2 separate regions of the Mus musculus genome follow, and region 1 is linked to region 2. Evidence: chromatin contacts called from public promoter capture Hi-C data. All regions are on one chromosome and are shown on one strand. The core of a region is the stretch at or near the end of the contact, and the rest is flanking DNA. Distances in the headings are between cores, read along the strand shown.

The links. Promoter capture Hi-C pulls out the DNA fragments that hold promoters and counts their contacts.
Region 1: a promoter capture Hi-C map of pre-B cells shows a contact between it and region 2, with 2.7 times the contacts expected there. The contact joins the enhancer-like site here to the promoter of Grhpr in region 2. A contact is called at or near these places in 6 of 39 promoter capture datasets (the 3T3-L1 cell line, cranial neural crest, embryonic stem cells and 3 more), 2 of 15 datasets of contacts at CTCF or cohesin (large pre-B cells and pro-B cells), 5 of 484 Hi-C or Micro-C datasets (B cells, CD4 T cells, the G1E-ER4 cell line and 2 more), 3 of 115 datasets of contacts at active chromatin or transcription factors (astrocytes, bone marrow-derived dendritic cells and large pre-B cells) and 3 of 9 other capture datasets (adipose tissue, liver and pancreatic islet).

What each region holds. Positions count from the first base shown.
Region 1 is chr4:44,777,504-44,783,727 of GRCm38.p6, reverse strand. All of the region lies in intron 2 of Zcchc7 (zinc finger, CCHC domain containing 7), which reads right to left. Among named protein-coding and RNA genes, the nearest start is that of Zcchc7, 24 kb to the right of the region's middle. Within about 2 kb of position 3,042, at least 12 of the 459 cell types and tissues checked have an H3K27ac peak or open chromatin away from gene starts, as enhancers often do. A contact at or near this core is called in pre-B cells and pro-B cells, where this site is marked.
Region 2 is chr4:44,979,824-44,985,339 of GRCm38.p6, reverse strand. It overlaps Grhpr (glyoxylate reductase/hydroxypyruvate reductase), which reads right to left and starts at 3,946. Exons shown (of 9, transcript NM_080289.2): 1 at 3,806-3,946; 2 at 2,331-2,461; 3 at 1,394-1,466; 4 at 794-910; 5 at 1-33. The coding sequence starts at 3,888.

The DNA.
Region 1 (6,224 bases), core at 1,793-4,292, 200 kb after region 2:
CCAGGCCACACACTGGGCATCGCAGTGGTCCCAGGGATCCTCCTCCCCTCCCGAGCATTCATTTCTAAAACCTTAATGACACTCTGTCACATTCTCTGAAAAGAAGAGGAAAAACTGCCATTAAAGGCTGGCTTCATTACAGCCAGTGACTTCTAAAAAATGCCTGCAGTCAGGCAGTGGTGTCTTTAGGACTTCTTTCAAGGGCCTCAGTCTTTAAGGGGCTTCTCCTGTTTCAGGGTTTCCACACATAGGAAATTACAAGATACTTGCAAATGCTCAGAGTTAAAAAAGTAAAACAAAACAAGAACAAGAAAACAACAATACTGCATTTTTGTTCCTGTTAGCCATTTAAAGTATCCATCAATCAAAATGAAAATGTTTTATATAATGGCAAGCTGACACAAGAACTATTATGAGCATCAAATAGTAAAAAACCTATTATATGCAAAATACCATAAGGACCTTTAGAGATGCACTAAAATTATTCTATCTATGTATGACAGAAGCAAATAATGTCATCCTAACTTGTACCCTAAGATCAAAGTATCTCCCATGAGAAACAGTAATTTCTGAGGAATTCTCCCATTCTGAAAGCTTGGACAGACTTCAGAACATGTATAAAATCAAAGCCACCAAATTTTTACTTTGGTCAGTTTTGTTTGGTAGGAGAGAGAATATTTTTCTTTAAAAATATTTTTTTAAGAGGGAAGGAAGAAAAACTATTTTCAATGCCCCTTTTCCTCCAAAAAAATTATGTTTGAGATATTCAGTATAAATACTCTTTAATTTATTATACTTAAAGCACTAATATGGAACTAAAATGTCCTTATAAACATTAAATTATAAGGTAAGGTATTTGTTCTTTTTCAGAGTCCCTGAATTTATGAAACATCCTACACACATTCTACAAGATAAAAGAGGTTCAATTAACTTATTTAAACAGTTAATTCACTGCAAAACTGCTAACAGAAGGTAAAACTGGAAATCCAAAAGCAACCAATTCCTCAAGGCCTTGACTATTCCCTAGAGCCCTAGAAAAGAGATAGTTATAAAATGAATAATTAATCCCCAGGTGACTCTCTTGCCACCCATATCCACTGGCCTACCTACTTTTGTGCCTCAATCTGAATGTTGTTCAAAGAGCACAGATTAATTTAAAACATTAGCCTAAGCTTTTGTTTATCAAGTTTATCAAGATTATGTGGATCATCTTAAGAAAAGTGAAATTCTCTTAAACATCAATCAAATCTCTGGCAAATCCCTAATTGGCAATGAGAAACAGTAGCTTTAATACAAAACCTTTCAATGTCAAAATAAGAATACAAATCTTAAAATTTTTGACAAATTCTGCAACCTTCTTCTCCAAATTCTGAGGAGCCTTGTCTAAAGAAGAAGTGTCCTGTAAGAAATGACAGTCTACTGTGCCCTGTCCCCTGGCCATTTGTATGGCATTGTATCTCGCCCACATACCTCTAACCCTGAAGGAAAGTATCTTCCCTTTGCTGTACCTCTAGGTTTTTCTCCTGCAGATCCTGACTTCTACTACACTATAAGACCTGCAAAGTCAGGCTCTGTACTTGATTCATCTCTGTATTCACCAGGACATCCACAGTGTAACACAGTAGGCCCTGATTAGTCCTTGATTAAATGAATGGCTATGAATCTTAGTTTTGGTTATTATTTGTTGTCTTAGATTATTTGTCTTTGTTCTCAATCAATAAAAGATAACCAAAAAGTTTACAGGTTTCATAATTAAATCCTTAAATAATAAAAACAACAAATTAAATATATTTTGCTAGAATATGAAGAAACAATTACTTAGAGATACCAGACAAAAAACAAGTAAGTGGAGCTTTATAAATTTAAATGGAGCAAAACATCCCTTTTAGTTAAACTCCAATGTTAGACTCTAGAAATAAGTAAGCTCTAGTAAAAATTAGCTAACCAATACTGGTGATTTTCAACTCTAACTGTTGTTCAAGAGGCCAATTGGACTAGCTGAACCATTAACAATATCACAGTGTGTAAGTAGCTATCTTGTGCCTGGTATCTTTCAAACAATATACTAAAACTTTTAAATAAAACCTATCAAATATATACTTAGTTACAGACAAAAGCCACAAATATTTGGTCTTCATTAAAAAGCTATAAAAAAAAATCAGTTGTAAGTTCAATATACTAAAACATTGATGGTATCTTATAAGCTTAATAAAAGCACAGTATGAACTATAACGTTTAATCCTAATAGAACATCATGACTTTTATAAAGAAAAGTCATTTTTATTGCAGGAAACAAAAGCCCCAAGCATTAGAGACTGTATATAAAAGTTAGCCTTTGGATTTAAATACTAACCGTGTTTTTGTTCTATTCATCTACACAACTCTCATTTATCTTCTTAGATTTGTATTGTTCCTTTTGTCTTACTTAATTTATATAATAAAAAAATTACATCTCTATACCAATATTAAACATCTTAAAAGTAGTTTAGCAACATTTGGTAGCCTTCATCTGAGTAAATAGAAAAGGCGTTATCTAAAAGTCATTTTTATTTAGCAGAGCACTTGCCAATTACAATAAAATGCCTATTATTCCAAGAACTTCATTATAAATCAAACAATAATCTTTAATGGTCTTAAAGTAAAACAACTTACTTCAAGTTCTTAAACTTCCACTGAACTTTTTAAAAGTGGCCTGGCTTGAGGTTGTGTGACTAGCGCAATACATAACAGAAAGAGTGACAGGGCAAGTACTCCCCACGTGCTGCATCATCTGCTCACAACAGTCACTACTGCATGAGCTGCCCGCCCTAAAGGAGCAGAAGCCCTAAGGAAGTATCTTTACTACAGCTCAACCTTTCATAATCTATTCTTTCATTTTCTTAATTAACATCCAGAATTAATGAGTTTTCTAATGCAGTGTCATATATATTTAGTTGTGGTCGATACCCAACTTCTGACCCACCCCTGTGTTCCCTTCAGCCTCAAGTATTTCCCTTTCCATGTCCAGACCATATGCATTCTGCTACCCTCCCCCACACTCCTCTCTCAAGGTCTACTTCTCCTTTCTTGAGCACCTTTCCACCTTCCTGGCATCTACCCATGCTCACTCCCACACAGAAACATTACAAGCTAGTACCTCCAAGAGAGAACATGTGGGACTTAACATTCTGAGCCTGGATTGCCTCATTCAATATATTATTTTCCAGTTCCATCTACCTTTTACATTTCCTGTTGAATGCTAATACCTGGATCTGCTCTCTACCAAGTACTTAAAAGTTAAACATCAAATTAAAAAGGAAATAACAAAGGGTTGATCCATCTAAAAAGTATTCCATAGAACAATAAGAATATTAATTTCAAGTGAATTTTTATTAACTCAGAGGTGAATTTGATTTGCAACTTAGTATCTATTTGATTTCTTTCCACTTCCTTTAAAGTTAAATACAGAAACGGTAAGAGGAGAGGCTTGTCTTTTCCTATTGCCATGCCATTTCACTAATGATCCACCTCTGGCTCTCTACAGACCTTCAGAAAATGTTAGTGAGACTACACGCTTAATCTGAAAGAAGCTGCGTGCTTTCCCATGGGATGGATGACCAACCACAAGGGGAGGGAACTGATTCAATTCCTGTAGCGAGAAAATCTTCAGGTTACTTTATACAGCTACCATACACTCTTTTCTTATTTTTTTCAAAGCTTCCATCTGGAGAATCTAAGCATATTTCAATTACAATTAAAGAGAAAGGTAAGAAAAATAGTATATGTAGATTTTTGTAGAAATGCCTTTCCCAAAAAGTTAAATACACAAATCTTAAATTGTAAGGGCTAGCCAAAGTGGGGCAGCTATACCTCAGAAGCAGTATATTTCATAGCTATCTGAATCATAAAATCTTACATATTCAACGCTACAGTAATCTCAGTAACAAAAATGTTAGGCCCTATAGCAAAGGTCTTCAACAGAATCGTACAATCTAATACGATAGATCAAATAATCTGAGATTTAGAAACTCAACAATTCAGTTAAAGTAGAAATCACATTTACCTAAACTGCAATTATAACATAATATTTGAACTGTGTAACACATTCATCCATTAACAGTGAATGCATAGGAAAATGTGTATTCTACACTTCAAGTACAAAGCTCATATTCTATCTAAATACATTTATTTAATATATGTAAGATAGATATATATGTGTGTGTGTGTGTGTGTGTGTATATATATATACACACACACACACACACACACACACACACACACACATACACACACACACGAATTAGCAGACAACTTATCTTTTAATTTGGTTATATTTCTTGCTTTTAGATGAAATGACCATAACTAACTAATCCAACTTGTAAGAACAATTTTGACTAAAATTTTACTAAAATATTTCAACATGCTAAGTGAGGAATTATGTGAAGAAGCACTACTAAGAATTTTTACCTCACAGTTTTAAAAGCAATCATTAATGTAATAAGCAACTAAACCGTTGGGTATGTTTCTTTTCTCCTTTTTACTCATTTATAATGGCATAAAGAATCAACTCCGGATTCTTTCCTTCTAAATTAAGGTTTGCTTATATACCTGGCAATTATCTTGATTCTAGAATTCTTATGTTCTGCTTTAAAAGCTCAAATGTAGAAACTTACACTTTGGGGCTTCTTTGCATATATTTCTCCTGATAAATTACATATTCACAAAAATGAACATAATCTTAAGAAATATGCATACAAATATGAAGTAGACTTCCAAAACCATGAAATATTGATAAAGTTAGCCCTTTTTGAAAACTACAAAAATCAAAAAAGAAAACTTTAAACACTTATTTAACTTCCTCACTTTCTTGTCAGTTTTTAGTAATAGTCATTTCTTAATCAAGAGAAAAATCTCTGGAAAGTTAAGTGTTTATTAAAATTCTCGATGAACAGCAAAGCACTGCTGGAAGACTTCTCTAGTCCATCCATCCCTTTAAATAATCAAACAATAAAACAAATATTACAAGAACAAGGCTGACAAAAAATCATAATGAACCTCTCAGATGAGAAACTAATTGGTACTAAGTACACAATGGCTTACATTTAATCCTGTTAATAACCACACAAAAAAAGAAATAAAAGACTCACTTTTCAGTCATCTCTCTGGACCACTGGGCTAAAATAACAGCATGACTAAATCTGACATTGACCCCGTGGCCCTGCTAGGAGTTAAAAGAATTCCTTTGAGCCTTCTGAGGCCTGTTTTCAACTGCTCCAGAAGGGGTGGGCTAGTCACACACACTTGTTAGCCTTCTTTACAGTAACAGGTCAAATTAGAAATGGTCACATACACTGTAATATAAAGCAGCACTTACTTTACGGCTGCCCAGAAAAGAATGCTAGCGTAGTTATATATGGCTCATAAAGTATCTTGATGACTGAAATATGATTACAGTTATGAGAATTTGTCCAAATAACATTATTAAAAATAGAACTTTAAAAACCAAATTCAGAATAAACTCAAATTAACAAAAAAAAACACTAAACAATATTCAAGAACAAACATTAAACTATAAAAAAATTAATTTCACTTTTTTTTTCTAGATTAATCAAGTTTTTAGCAGCCAACTAAATGAAAATATGCTTTGTGAATTTTCACAAGCTTTCTCAACATGAATCTTCAAAGACATTTTAGAGCAAAGATACAAATTTACCTGAAAGCAGCTTTCTATTTCATCCTTTTCTGAAATACAATTTACCTCCCACCCCAACAAAGAAGCCAATGCAACACCAGCAATGGGATAATCAAGGATACAATCTGCTACTCTTCACAATGCTTCCTCCCAGTATTAATATTGCTAATTATGCATGTGTATCCTGAAAAATGCCAGGACTGTATTTCTATTTCAAAGTGTAATCACTAAAAACTTTAAAAGCCAACTGCTAGCATGTATCCTGTATCTTTTTCTCATATCTGCACCTGTTTTTTAAAAAAGGCTCCAATTTATATCAATATTTAAAATTAAAAGTTCAAAAATTTCTGAATACTAAAAAGTGATATCCTTACAACCTGAAGAAAGAAAGTTGTATTATGGCATACCTGAATTAGAAGCAGTTTCTAAAGCAAAATATAAAAATTAATTTTTGTGATTCCCCTTCTCTACTCTTATATAGACCTCTTATAATTTTAGATTTTCATATTAATAAGCTTTAATAAATACAATCACTTATTGGGCAGTAATACTA
Region 2 (5,516 bases), core at 2,697-5,196:
ATCCATAATGGGCTCCAGGAGCTCCAGCCGCCGCTGTGGGGAGAAGGACGATGAGCAGCCAGACCTCGGCAAGAGATGAGGGATAAGGGGCCCACGCCCGGAGCACTCCTGGCCTTGTCTGAAGCTAAATCTGCTTCCAGGTCATAGGGCAAAGGTGGCTGACAAATGAATGGCTCTTTTAAAGCCAACAGGGACACAGGAAGTGAGGCCATAGGGGAGCTGGGAAATGCGGGGCAGAAGGGTGACCTGCCTGAGGCTGCGCCACCAGGGAGTGCGGAGCAAACTTAGACCTGGGGTTTTAGAACAAGTTCTAGAATCACACAAACAAAAGCTGACCTTTAGGGTGCATCCTGCGGCCGTGCATGGGCCAGACGGGCTTCTCACCTACAACCCTTGCACCTGATGGGGAAATGCTTTCTCTCTTGTGCCCACGGTGTCCCCCCACATGATGTCCCTGGGCATTACCAAGACAGATCCCTGTTCCTCACACTGAAGAGTCATGCTAGTGTGGTGTGGCCGCCTTGACTCTCAAAGCTAGCCCTCTCACTTGTCAACTTCAGCATGGGGGTGTGCGGCAGCACGCTGTTCCCAGCTCCGGGCACCACTCCACTGCTCTCCGGTCAGCAGAGTTTGTTTCTCCCTTAGCCTCATCTCTCATGGCTTCCCTTCCGACCCCTTTAATGCAGCTCTGCCTGTGATTTAGTTTAGCTGATTCCGTCTCCCTACCCCAGGGACAAGGCCTCTCTCAGGCCTCACTGCAGAGCACACCTGACTTGGCCAGGCATCCACTTACTTCTTCACTTCCTCTATGGCCTCCGGCAACCGGCGGCAGGTGGTGAGGAGGAGGGAGACGGCGAGTTCTGCAGTGGCATCTGTCAGGACACCTGGCGTGTAGCCCACCCGGATCCCGCTAGGAAGCAAACATCTGGTTTTAACATTGGCCTTGAGCCCCTTCACCAGTGTCTCCCAATGGGTCATTTCCACGACGTTCCTGCTGACTGCCAGGAAGCTCAGAAGCTCAGAACAGTAATGGCCCTCGATCCCATCCCATCCCCCACTGGGGAGTATATGAAAATAGAAGATCAGGGCTCACAGTCTGGAGCGAGGGACGACCTAATCGTCCTGAATTTCTTCATTGGAAAAGGAAATAATAACACTGGCCTTTTCTTCTTCCAGGATCTTAGAGATCAGAAAGGATAGCGACCATGTCAGGGTATGGTCCTGGGTCACCATGGCTTCTGACCTTCTGGGTTTAAGTGGCTTGTGCACATGTGGATATTTAGCATTGGCCACCTGGTGCTCTCATGGAGGCAGCAGAGAGCTCCTCTCGCCCGCTCTGCTCATCCCAGCCTCATCCCGGGCAGGCTCTGTCTGGAGTCCCAGTTGTACTCACCGCTTCTTGATTTCATCCAAAGCCAAGTGGTCGACCCCCACAGACAAGGTGCTGATGACTCTGAGGTTGGCTCCTGTTGTGCAGAAAACACGTGTCTGTCCTCGTGGAATTCAAAGCCACGCACTGGGTCGATCCCAGGAATACCTACTTATCATGTCTTAGATGACAGGAAGAGGCTGCTATCTTTGTCCCTTGTACTAAGATGATCCCCCTCTGCCACCTACAACAGACACTCAGGGAGTGTCCCGTCCCAGTCGCAGGACATTCCTCGGGTCATTTCAGGGCTCTTACCCTCACCCACCAGTGGCCTTGGGTCCCCTTTAGCCACATCAAAGGCCTCTCCCCATGGATACTCCAGAAGTGCTGAGGTGGCTGGGGCGTGGCCTTCTCACGAGCTCTCTTCCACTAAAGTCAAGGCCAGAGTGAGAGTGTCTCTGCACCGAATCTGGCGGCCTTGGGTCTGAAGTGCTCTTTAAACTGCCACTGTATAATCCACAGAATGATGTTCACCCTATCCAGGAATGAGGCCTGGGGCCACAGCTGCGTGCACACTCCATGGGTATCCATCGGTGCTAGGCACAGACAGTGCTGGGCCCTCTGCCCTGCAGCACACAGGCCCAGAGAGATCTCAAGGTCACAAAACAAGGCTCTGGCACAGTAGAGAGGTTCAGAGCCCAGGATACCCTCCTCCACCCCCTACCCCATCCCCACTCCCACACAGGCAACACAAGGTCTTTGCCCTCTTGGAGCCTCCTGGAAACTTAAAAGCCAGATTGGGGACAACACGGGCCAGGTAGAGCTACTGTTGGGGACACCCTCAGAAGACAGGAAAATACATCAGATCAGCTCAAAGGCCGGCTGCAGAGAGCTGAAGTGCTTGCCCTGATAAGACCCTCCCCCGACCTCAGAACTTTGCTCAGGCTGACTCAGGACATACCTGCGGCATCCAGAAGTTTCTTGTCCACACGGTCAGAGAGGCGGCAGAGCAAGCCATGGGCCCCCACCACACCTTGCTCCAGATCCTTTCTGGGGATGGGGTCATCCGAATTCCACTGTTCCACCTCACAGCTGGAAGCAAAAGGCAGCCACTCAAAGGATGCAGGGAGCCTCCGAGGTCCTACAGCATGCACAGCTAGCAAACATGGCCTTCCACCTGCTATGGCCTTAGGCTAGCCTTTGTTAAGGTCATTCGTGGGGAGCCTCAGAACTGTCTGGAGTGTAGTTGAGGAGGGGGTGAAGTGCTGCCAAAGTGGGGAACACTGACAAGAGCTGAAGGCTCCTCTGGTCACGGGAGCACTTGAGTGTGCTTCCTTAGTAGCCTCAAATGTGAGGTGCTCCTCCAAACCCTTCCGTTGCACTCAGAGCAGTCCAGGTGTGTGCACACAGGAGACACTGGACAGTGGCTGGCAGGTCCCCAGGTCCATCTGTCTCTGCTCCTCAGCACCAAAAGTACCAACAAAACAAGTCCTTGGGAAAAACTGTACTGTGCTAGAAAAAATTTCGAAACAAGTCACAGTCCCCAAACCATCAGAATTTAATCCCAGCATTCAAAACGCAGAGGCAGACGGATCTCTATAAGTTCAAGGGCAGCCTGATCTACAAAGCCAGTTCCCGGACAGGCAGGGCTGCTACACAGAGAAATCCTGTCTTGAAAAAAAAAAATCAGGAAACAAACAAACAAAAACTGACTGCCGAGCACTCTCACCTCCTCCCAAACTGGCATGGTAACACAAAGCCGGCAGGACAAAGTGACCCGCCTGCAGCGGATGAGGACTAAGCATAAGGGCCAGGCCTGCCACCTGGAGCTGAGTGACCCCAGGGCAAGGTACAACAAGCCCATCCAGACTGTTTTCAAGTGATGCAGAAATTCTAAAGCTGACTTCACAGTCTGTGTTCACAGCTCCTGGCAAGGCTACCCACTAAACAAGGTTCAATAGGAAGAGAACAGTCATCAAATGGCCCCATCGAGTATCCAAGGAGGCAAGCCAATGACTGTCATAGTCCCTGAACACTACTTCTGCCTGCCAGCTAACCCTCAGTGGGTAAAATTCACAGCCTGCACCTTGCCCCATAGGCAATCTCACTTCACTGAAACATGGAGACCAATAGCCTGGGGCCCGGAGCAAGCTGCCTCCCGGAGAACTACGGCCCCAAACTCCAAGCCAGCCCCTTGGGGACACAGCTGGCAACACCTGAGCAAAGTCCCCATGCGCCAGAGCCACCCTCTCGGGTCCTGGCTCCGCTTCGCCTGCCTGCCAGGCACCCGGCTCTTGAGAGGTGGCCCCCAGCCCTGGGACAGCTCTGGAAGCCCTAGCGGCGTGTCTCCATGGGTGCAGGGGTGTTTGAGGTTAGGTGGACAGGACAGCGTGCCAGGGGCACGGCTGCAGCCCCCGTACCGACGCGGGCGCTTACTCTGCGGCCTGGGCGAGCGCAGCCCTGCCCTCGGCAGGCAACGGGCCAGTGACGAACACCTTCATGAGTCGCGCCGGTTTCATAAGACCCGCAGCAGCAAACACGTACCAGGCTGGCCTTGCAGGAGACGACGGAAGTGTGGGCGGGGCCGGCGTTAGGGGCGGGGCCGGCGCTGGGGGCGGGGCCGAGCCCGGGACCTCTATGGTCTGGTATAGCTGTGGCTGTAGCTTTGGAGACCAAGTGTCCCGGATAGAGGCTCTGTGTTAGTGTGGGTTGAGTGTAGGACTTGGAGAGCCTTCTTTGGTGTGTGTGCTTTCAAGAGTAACATGGCCTCGAGACTGTCAAACACCACTAGGAGCCTGGAGTGAGGGGCATTATGAGGAGGGACCTGTGAGAGAGACCTCTCTGACTATGCTGTCGGTATTGGCAAAGGAGAAAGCCCTGTGAGGCCTATCTTAGCCAAACTATCCCAGAGGCTTCTGGTTAAACACACGGAATTCTAAGCCGAGCCTGACCTGCATGCTGAGGGAGGAGACTGAGGGAGAGGGTCTGAGTCCAGACATTATAGCTTTAATACTTAGAATGATTCCTTACTGGGACTTTACAATTGTGATGATATTTTAGCCCATCACGGGCCACCCAGGCGAGCTAGACACAAGTGCTAACTGTCTGGAAGCAGTTCCTGAGCAAGCAGGGACCAGGTATGCTGAGCCACGGGTAGATCCAGGGTTTGCAGGTAGATGGGACTGAGTCTGGATCTTGGCTTTAACCCTTTCCAGTTGTTTGACCTTTAACCCTAATCTGCATTCCCACCCCTGTTTCTTCAGGCACATCGTGAGGTTAGCATTTCCTTTGAAGGTTGTTTTCACTACTGAACAGGGGTGCTTAGCCTGAGGGTGGCAGAGCTCAAGCTGCAATGCCCAGATGCCTGGGGCTAAATGCCCGATTCACCACCGTGAGCAATTATTAAACGTTGTGTGCCTCCATGTCTTCCTTATCTGTCCCATGGGGATTGTAGTAATGCTTGCCTTGGCTTGTTGAGAGATGAAGTATGTACTGTGCTTATAATAGAGACTAAGGCAGGCATGGCGATTATGCTTATAATCCGGCATTCAAGAGGTAGAGGCAGGACTGTTCAAGGCCAGCCCAGACTTTACGGCAAATGATGCAGATCCTGAAGGCGGTTTAGGACTAGCTCAGGGCCCCAGGCCTGTCCTTCAGCTCTGCAACCTCACTTCAGTCCAAGGGCTGCTCAGTGACTTGGTCTCTGGTCTGGAAGGGCGCCAAGGACAACACAGTGTACTCTTCACTGATTTTATGGGGACCCATGAGGACTCTAGTACAACACACACGCAGTGTTGACAGATGTCAACTGGGCCATTTGGGATGTTTATTTATTTATTTATTTATTTATTTGAAACACATAGTCCCCACCAGCCTCCAGCTAGCAGGAGATGGCCTTGAACTTGCCGGAATTACATGTACCTAGCACACTTCCTGTTCCTATCTGGGTCCAGGCCAAGGCTTTGCACAACCCTTCCCGTCCTAAGTAATACATTAATGTCTCCCCTACTGACCCGTTTGCTAGGTCACTGAGGGGAAAGGAAAGGTCCTGAAATTTGTCAAACATTGACACAAGGTGTTTTCGTGTCCCCAGGCCAGGCCTGCTGGGCTCGGCTCAGCTCTCTCCACATACCCAGGACAGGCAAGG